Linked DNA regions of Sus scrofa: all the other regions are linked to region 2. A link is a contact called in public HiChIP or PLAC-seq data. All regions are on one chromosome and are shown on one strand. Each heading gives the region's core, a stretch centred on a gene start, on an enhancer-like site or on the middle of the called end of the contact. The rest is flanking DNA. Distances are from core to core; before and after follow the strand shown. Region 1 overlaps DTX1 (E3 ubiquitin-protein ligase DTX1). Region 2 overlaps OAS1 (2'-5'-oligoadenylate synthase 1). Region 3 overlaps PLBD2 (putative phospholipase B-like 2).

What was found. HiChIP or PLAC-seq counts read pairs in DNA pulled down with a chosen protein or histone mark.
Region 1: an H3K27ac HiChIP or PLAC-seq map of alveolar macrophages shows a contact between it and region 2. The contact joins two enhancer-like sites. A contact is called at or near these places in 1 of 5 promoter capture datasets (fetal skeletal muscle) and 1 of 2 datasets of contacts at active chromatin or transcription factors (alveolar macrophages).
Region 3: a contact with region 2 is called in an H3K27ac HiChIP or PLAC-seq map of alveolar macrophages. The contact joins two enhancer-like sites. A contact is called at or near these places in 2 of 2 datasets of contacts at active chromatin or transcription factors (alveolar macrophages and skeletal muscle).

The regions. Positions count from the first base shown.
Region 1 is chr14:38,570,641-38,573,454 of Sscrofa11.1, reverse strand. All of the region lies in intron 2 of DTX1 (E3 ubiquitin-protein ligase DTX1), which reads right to left. Among named protein-coding and RNA genes, the nearest start is that of DTX1, 12 kb to the right of the region's middle. Within about 2 kb of position 1,519, at least 3 of the 83 cell types and tissues checked have an H3K27ac peak or open chromatin away from gene starts, as enhancers often do. A contact at or near this core is called in alveolar macrophages, where this site is marked.
Region 2 is chr14:38,857,709-38,860,546 of Sscrofa11.1, reverse strand. All of the region lies in intron 8 of OAS1 (2'-5'-oligoadenylate synthase 1), which reads left to right. Among named protein-coding and RNA genes, the nearest start is that of OAS1, 8.3 kb to the left of the region's middle. Within about 2 kb of position 1,421, at least 40 of the 83 cell types and tissues checked have an H3K27ac peak or open chromatin away from gene starts, as enhancers often do. A contact at or near this core is called in alveolar macrophages, where this site is marked.
Region 3 is chr14:38,537,510-38,540,457 of Sscrofa11.1, reverse strand. All of the region lies in intron 1 of PLBD2 (putative phospholipase B-like 2), which reads left to right. Among named protein-coding and RNA genes, the nearest start is that of PLBD2, 4.6 kb to the left of the region's middle. Within about 2 kb of position 1,312, at least 4 of the 83 cell types and tissues checked have an H3K27ac peak or open chromatin away from gene starts, as enhancers often do. A contact at or near this core is called in alveolar macrophages, where this site is marked.

The DNA of each region.
Region 1 (2,814 bases), core at 270-2,769, 290 kb after region 2:
ATGTGGAGGTTCCCAGGCTAGGGGTCTAATTGGAGCTGTAGCCACCGGCCTACACCAGAGCCACAGCAATGCTGGATCTGAGCCGCATCTGCAACCTACACCACAGTTCATGGCGGCGCCGGATCCTTAACCCACTGAGTGAGGCCAGGGATCCAACCTGCAACCTCATGGTTCCTAGTTGGATTCGTTAACCACTCAGCCACGATGGGAACTCCCGATTCTAAGGGGTTTAACTCAGACAAGTGGTAGCCCAGCCTAGGATACCCCCAGTGATGGGGAACTCACTACCTCAGCTGTTTAGCCATGAAGAGGTTTCTGCCTGGAGAACTTGGTCCTGATTTGACCCCTCTGCTTGTGTGTGGGTGTCTCTGCTCCCAGCTCTTAGCCTTGAGGAGAAACTGACTCTATAGAGACAGGGAAGGCTCTGAGCCCTTCTGTCTGCCCCTCTAGTCTCCAAAGGGCTCCTTTCTGGACTGGGCCAGCCCTAAATCCCGACAATGAACTGCTCCCTCTGGGGGTGGCTTCCTGGAGGGAAGTGACCTCAGTTTGGGGGCACCCAGATCCTCCTGGGAAGGGGGGCCTGTGGGAGGCAGTCATGGGATGTCCTGTCAGGTTGGGGAAGTCCCGCTATAGGCTGAGGCCGGTGACTGGAGCTCGGGCAATGGGTGAAGCCTGATTTGAACACCGACTGGATGCCAGGCCTGCTGAGGTAGTTTACTGACTCCTCTCCCAACCTAGAAGCCTTTAGAACCATCATTCACACTCAGAGAACACATTTTGTGGCCCAAGCTCATGTTAACTCATTTAATCCTCACGTGGCCTTGTGAGGTATGGATATTATTTTATTATTTTATTTTTTTAGGGCTGCACCCGCGGCATATGGAGGTTCCCAGGCTAGGGGTCGACTCAGAGCTCCAGCTGCTAGCCTATGCCACAGCCACAGCCACACCAGGTCCTTAACCCACTGAGAGAGGCCAGTGAGACCCTGCATTCTCATGGACATTATGTAGGTTTCTTAACCCACTGAGCCACAACAGGAACTCCCTTGTGCACTACTATTTGGCAGATGGGGAAACTGAGGCTCTTTGGGAAGACTTGGAGGTCCACCTGGGGGCGGTGGCCTGGCTGGGATTCAAACTGCAGTCTGTGAGCCCAGAGTGCCCCCCTCAACACTGCCCTGTGATCAATAATCCCGCAGTGTTGTTTCCCTCCAAACGCTCCCAGGGGACTTGTCAACTGAGCTGCGGCCCATTAGCGGTTTCTGCACGTTTGAATCTGGCCCAGGGTCCCCAGGGTCGGCTGGCAGCCAGGCAGGGGAGGGGAGGGGGTCTCCAGCCTGGCCTGGGGAAGGCTAAAGGGCTGCATGGCACTCGAAGAGGCCGCCACTTTCAAATCAGTTGCAAAATGTCCCTGCTCTGGAGGCTGCCAGCACCTGAAAGCTGGCTATCCCTACATGATGGGCTGTGGGTGTGGCTTCTGGGTCATCTGGCTTTTAACACACTTGGGTTCAGACCCTCTGGCACAGCAGCAGGAGCTGAAAGAGGGAAATGCAGTGGGTAGGAAGGAGTGAGAGCCCTCTCTCTCCTGGAGCCCTGAGTGGTGTTGGGCAACTGCCTCTGACCCAAGTCTCTGCTTCCTCGTTTGTGAAACAGATATTATCATCATCATATCATCATGGTAAACACCCACAGAGTGCCTCCTATGTGCCAGGTACTGTTCTAAGTGTTTCACATGTTCATTCTTTTTTTTTTTTTCTTTGCTTTGTTAGGACCGCACCCATGGCATATGGAAGTTCCTAGGCTAGGGGTCGAATCGGAGCTACAGCTGCTGGCTTATGCCACAGCCACAGCAATGCCAGATCCGAGCCACACCTGCAACCAACATCACAGCTCATGGCAGTGTTGGATCCTTAACCCACTGAGTGAGGCATCCTCAAGGACACTATGTCAGGTCCTTAACCTGCTAAGCCACAACAGCAACTCCACACATGTTAATTCTTAATCTACACAACATTCTATAGAACAGGTACCATTATTATTGTTGCCTTGTACAAATACCAAAGAGAGAGTGAAGTGACTTACCCCAGATCACATAGCTACTAAGTTAAGCCGGGATTCAGTCCAGCCAGATTTGAACTTCTCTCCACTTCCGCTGCCACCACCCCTACTGCAGCAACCTCTGTCCTGTGTCCCAGTTTCCACCCTTCGACCCTGTCATGCATTCTCACAGACTCAAGTCTGACCACATCTCTCCTCCGCTCAACACCCCTCAATAGCTCTCTAGTGCCCTTAGGAATGAACGGTCTAAGTGCATTAACTCATCTTCCAGGCCCATCACAAGCCTCACACTCCTACGGCACCAAACTTCTAGCTATTCTCTGAACACATCACACGTGCTTATGCCTCTGCATATTTGCACAGGCTGTTCCCTCTGGCATGTCCTTCCACCCACACCACCCCATTTTCCTCCCTGCTGAAGTCCTACACACTTGTCATGGTTCAGCTCAAGCACTGTCCCCTGAAAATCTCTGCTGTCTTCAGGGAGAATCACTCCCTTCTTGGGACTCACATAGCACACCTTGCACTTGCAGGAGCGCCAGTAAAGCACGTAGCTCACTGAAGGTTGAGGCATCTGTTTCTTCTAGCCCGGAAACCTCTCAAAGGCTGGACTGGCTTCAGCCACCTTAGCATCTCTCCACAGCCAGGAGCACAGGGAGGTAGGCACTTGGAAAATGCTAGCTGAATGGATGAATGAATGAATGAACCTACCCGAATACTGCAAATGATGAGGCTGGAGAATGCAAGTTGAGAGTAA
Region 2 (2,838 bases), core at 172-2,671:
AACACCGGCCAGGCTCACAGGTTCTACTCATGACAAGGTTTGTGAATCTATTTTTCTAAACATGAGGCAGCAACAGATGCACGCTATTCCATATGAAATAGGTAACTAGCACAGGAAATATATTCAATATCTTATAATATTGTAATATATATATATGTAGAACTGAATCACTTTGCTATACACCTGACACCAACACAATGTTGTAATCGACTATACTTCAATGAAAAAAGAATAGATAGGCATTCCCTTGTGACTCAGTGGATTAAGGACCCAAAGTTGTCTCTGTGAGGATATGGGTTCAAAGCTGCACACCTGGGGACACTTGGAATTGTAAAACTGCTTTAAGAAATAAAGTCTAGGAGGAGTTCCCGTTGGTGGCTCAGTGGTTAACAAATCCAACTAGGAACCATGAGGTTTCGGGTTCTATCCCTGGCTTCACTCAGTGGGTTAAGGATCTGCTGTTGCCGTGGCTGTGGTGTAGGTGGCAGACAGGGCTTGTTCCCGCCTTGTCATGGCTGTGGCGTAGGCTGGCGGCTACAGCTGCAATTCCACCACTAGCCTGGGACCCTCCATATGCAGCAGATGCAGCCCTACAAAGACAGAAAAAGAAAGGAAGGAAGGAAGAAAGGAGAAAAGAAATAGTCTATTAATCAAAAAGTTAAAAGTATAGTCATGACATTAAAAAGAAAAAGATCTCTGAGTGTGTGTACATGTTGGTAAATCTAGAAAAATGTCTGAAAAACTCTACACCAAAGTACTTGCAGCTGTACTCTTTGAGGTTGAGGACCAGGGTGGTCTTTATGCTTCCTGATCACTCTGACTTTGTTTCTGTTTGCAATATACATGCACTGCTGCAAAGACCATAGGAGATTATAAAATAGTTTCGTCAGCAACAAGAAAAAGGACAAGGAGGAGTTTTTCTTGCGGCTCAGCAGTAATGAACCTGACTAGGATCCATGAGGACATGGGTTCCATCCCTGGCTTGCTCAGTGGGTTAAGGATCTGGCATTGCCCTGAGCGCTGGTGTAGGTCGCAGACCCAGCTCAGATCTGGCATTGCTGTGGCTATGGTGTAGACCAGCAGCCACAGGTCCAATTCAAGCCCTAACCTGGGAACTTCCATATGTCGCCGGTGGGGATGGACCTCAAAAGACAACAAAAAAAGAACGGAGAAACCAAAAATACCTTGTTACTCCAGATTACTCTTGGGGGAAGTACCAACCGAGGTTACAAAGTACCTTTTCAGAGTTGAGTCTGAAGAAAGACCAGATGTCTGGATTGCCTGATGAAGGCACAAAGTCTGAGATAGTGGAGGAAAGAACTGGAGCCAGACAGCGTCCCGGATCAAGGAGTGTTGATTGCACAGACCAAACTCAGGACAGAGCTCCTCCCTCCCAAGGAAATGAAACTTACAACAGCCCAGACTCAGGGCAGGGCTCCAACTTCAAGGAAAGGAACCAATAGCAGCCCACACACAGGGACGAGCTCCACCTTCAGAAAGGAAACCTACAAAAGCCCAACACAAGCAACAGAAGACAGAGGGACAACACCTTCAGACAGCCTACTCACAACTCCACTCCCCTCCCGACTCTCTGCCCCAGGGTCCTGATGGAGCTGAGGCATACCCCTGCTAGGGACTAGACAATTCATCGAAGACCACCTCCTGCCAAACACGTGTTTCCGAACGCAGGTCAAGGAAGCCATCGACATCGTCTGCAGATTCCTGAAGGAGAGTGCTTCCAGGGACGCCGACCCTGTTCGCGTCTCCAAAGTTGTTGAAGGTGAGTCTGGGACTGCCTGGCCGGGAGAAGGTGGCGAAATGAATGTCTCTCTGGCCACAGACACAGACAGACAGACAGCAAGACCTTGAGGTGCCTGGGCTGTGGCTTCTGCCTGCTCCACGACAAATACGTAAGCACAGCTTGGAGGAGGAAGCAAGCTTCTGGGCTGAGGGCCTCCATCTGGGAGTGTCTACCAATGCCGGGTGCACTTTGTGACCCGTCTCTGTCGCGCCCACTTCAGAGACAGGACTAGGGCAGCAGCTCTTGCCTCAGTCTGCTCACCAGTGACCGGGCTGGGAATCACCATTTCTGCACAGCCCTGAGCTGGTGAGGAGCGTAAGCTGGGAAGGCAGACAGCCCCTACCGGCTGTGAAATCCTGGCAACTCACTTACTTACCTCCCTGTGTCCCAGTTTCCTCACCATAAGTCCCAGTACCTTCTAGGGCTCGCAGATCAAGTGAAATAAGGCGTGTCACCCACCTGCATGGGCCAGTCAGTGTGCATACCCACTCGTGATATGGATCAAAAGAGACAGGGAGGACAGAACACAGGCCTGGAAAAGGCAACCAGGCTGTGAACCGCATCTCTGCCCCCTACTAGCTGTGTGAGGGGCTGACACATCATCTCTCTCAGCGTCTGTTTCCTTCTCTGGATATGGGAGCAGCTATTAGGAGCAGCGGCGTCCCAGGTCCTTGTGCACATTCGAGGAGTTGAGACTGGGAAGGCCTTCAGGACAGGGGCGAGCATCCAGACTCTTAGCGACTGTGCTCAGCATTTTGCTCAGGGAGGCTCTGCTCAACAATCGATGTCTGTTCTCTTTCTCATCACCTGCTTAGGTGGCTCCTCGGGCAAAGGCACGACCCTCAGGGGCGATCAGATGCTGACCTCGTCGTCTTCCTCACCAAGCTCAAAGTTTTGAGATCAGCTTCGGCGCCGAGAGAATTCATCCAGGAAATTCGGAGACAGCTGGAAGCCTGTCAAAGAGAACAAAAGTTTAAAGTGACGTTTGAGGTCCAGAGTCCACGACGGGAGAACCCCGTGCCTCAGCTTCGTGCTCA
Region 3 (2,948 bases), core at 63-2,562, 320 kb after region 2:
CAAAGGGAGGTTTGTGACCCCCTGCTCATCTCACAAGAATGGTTCGCCTTTTCATTAGACCCTGAAGTCACCTCAGAGGAATAGCTGCCCCTGACATAAAATCCCAGTGTGGCCCCTAGACTGACCAGAAAAAAAAAAAAAAAAAAAAAAAGAAGAAGACTGGACAAACAAGATTCAGTGCAGCTGACTTTTTATTTTTGTCAAGCAAGTGCATTAAAAACAAACCAGAACAATATTTATCGATCTCTGCCCATTTTATCTAATAGATGATCAGCTATTTTAAAACCAAACAAGCCAGAAGGACATGATCTCTAAATCAAGAACAGTCTAATGGAGGCATTTTGCTTTAGAAACACTCTTCTCAGTGATTTTTGTTTTTTTTTTTTTTTTTGAGCCGCACCCCTGGTATATGGAAGTTCCCAGGCCAGCGGGTCAAATCAGAGGTGTAGCTGCCGGCCTACGCCACAGCCACAGCAACAGATGATCTGAGCCCTGTCTGCAACCTACACCACAGTTCAAGGCAACACAGGATCCTTAACCCACTGAGCGAGGGCAGGGATTGAATCTGCACCTTCATGGATACTAGTCAGATTTGTTTCCTCCAAGCCACGACAGGAACTCCCCCTCAGTGATGTTTTTGTTTGTTTGTATGTGTTGTTGTTGTTTCATTTTGGCCAGGAAGTAGGGTAGAGTTTCTCAGAGTTGCCAGCCAGCACAGCAGTAAAGGATTCCCAAAGCCATTGGCTGATGTCCAGGTCTTCCCATTTCACAGGTGGGGCAGCTGAGGCTGGAAGAGTAAGGAGGTGTGGTGTGAGGCAAGGTTTCAGGCTTCTCATCGGGGAGATCTAGGTTCAGATCTCTGTCTGGACACTTACTACAGGTGGCCATTGGCAGCTGCCTCATCTCTGTGACAGCTTTTCAGAGTCCTTGAAAAAACTGATTAGGGCTCAGGGCCCGAGGCAGCAGAGGGAGCCCTGGAGAGCAGCTCAGGGGATCCAGCACTGAAATCCCCTCATGAATGGGAAGGGTAGGCAGAAACCCACCTAGGACTTAGGCCAAGTGAATAAACCCCATCCAAACCGAATCATCCATGGAGTTCCTGGTGGCCTAGCAGTTAAGGATCCGGCATTTTATCACTGCTGTGGCTTGAGTCACTGCTGTGGCTCAGGTTCGATCTCTGGCCTGGGAACTTCCTCATGTTGCTGGCATGGCAAAAAAAAAAAAAGGGGGGGGAAGCGAATCACCTCAGCTGCCCTTTAGAATTGCAGGAGACTTTCTCTTGGACAAGGGCAGTGAGTGACTAATCCTGTATCTGCGGTACTGCAGCCTGGCTGGGGGATGGGGTGTATGTGGGGGGGAATTGTCACTCTCACATGTCCTTTTCATTTCTGTCCAGCTTGAAGGAGTCATGTGGCTCTTCTCTTTTACATTTTTGGAATTATTATACAAGTACTTTAATTTTTCATGGAAAAATTGGAGCAGTTTGGAAAGGCGAGAAGGGATATGGAAGATAAACGGAGCCCCCATTCTTTCTTTCCATATATCACCACTGTTAGCTCTTTTTTTTTTTTTTTTTCCTTTTCTTTTCTTTTCTGCCACCGAGGCCGAAGTAAGGGACCCATCCTGTGACTGGTGCTCATAGCACCCTCGCACATGCAGGTGAGGGTCCTTGTTCACAGCAGCATTTCTGACCAGAGCTGAGGAAAATCGGGCCCTCCTGAGACGTCCAGAAGGGCCTGACAGTAATCTGCCCATATATGCAGTGGGTTTCTAGAACCATATGGCTGACTTCCATGTGCTAATGAGATGTCAGACCCAGACGGCATGTGGAGGTTCCGAGGCTAGGGTCTAATTGGAGCTGTAGCCGCCGGCCTATGCCGGAGCCACAGCAACTCAGGATCTGAGCCGCATCTGTGGCCTACACCACGGCTTGGGGCAACGCTGGATCCTTGGCCCACTGGGCGAGGCCGGGGATCGAACCAGCAACCTCATGGTTACTGGTCAGATTCATTAACCGCTGCATCACAGTGGGAACTCCAACCCAGTTTTAGAAAGAACAGCGTTATTACAAAAATTCCCATTTTCCTCAAATTTCCATTTTCTTCTCCCAAAACACTGAATGATTTTCTCCCTACCTGTGAATTTCAATTCTGTTCTCCTTTTGTGGCTAACTTACATACCTTATTATCAGGGGAGAAAACAGAATCTTAAGGTTGGAGTTTTAATGAAATCCAACAAAATGAAGCCTACGTGACCCTCCTAGCACAAAAGGAGATAAGGCAAGGAACTGGGGTGAGGGAGATCACATACCATACACAGTGAGGTGGAAAAGCCAGGTAAATTCTAGTCCTCCAGTGCAGCTCCCTCAAGCCCTGTACGACCCACTGTCCTCAGAGGTTAGGTTCTCAATCTCCACGGATGTCATGTTGGGCACATGGACCCTCTGCTGGTACCTGTCCTGGAGGCTGACCCAGGAGGGAGTTTTCCCAGGATGAACTCATAGCCAAAGCCCCATGTGACCTCCTCCAGCTCAGCTTCTTGCTTCTCGAGTACATGAAACAGCACAGAACCTCCTCGGATCCCCTGTGGATGAATTCCAGAAGCATGAACTTCAGCACTATGGACTCCAGGACTCTTGGCCCCCATGCCGCAGACATCTAGGGCATTGGAAATAGGAAACATGTTATTTTATCAAGGATAAAGACGAGAACCACAGAAACCTCTTCCTAATGAAATCCATCAAATTATAATCCCTTGATCTAGACAGAGAGCCTGGTACAATACATTCGAAGTGGTTTCTGGGATTAAGTCCTGGTTCTAGTGGAATATAACCTTGAACAGGGACTAAACTTGCCAATCTGTTGTTTTTTACCTGCCTAATAATGACAGTGAAATTAAATGAGATCAAAGGCAAAAAAAAAAAAAAAAGAGTTCCCATCGTGGCTCGG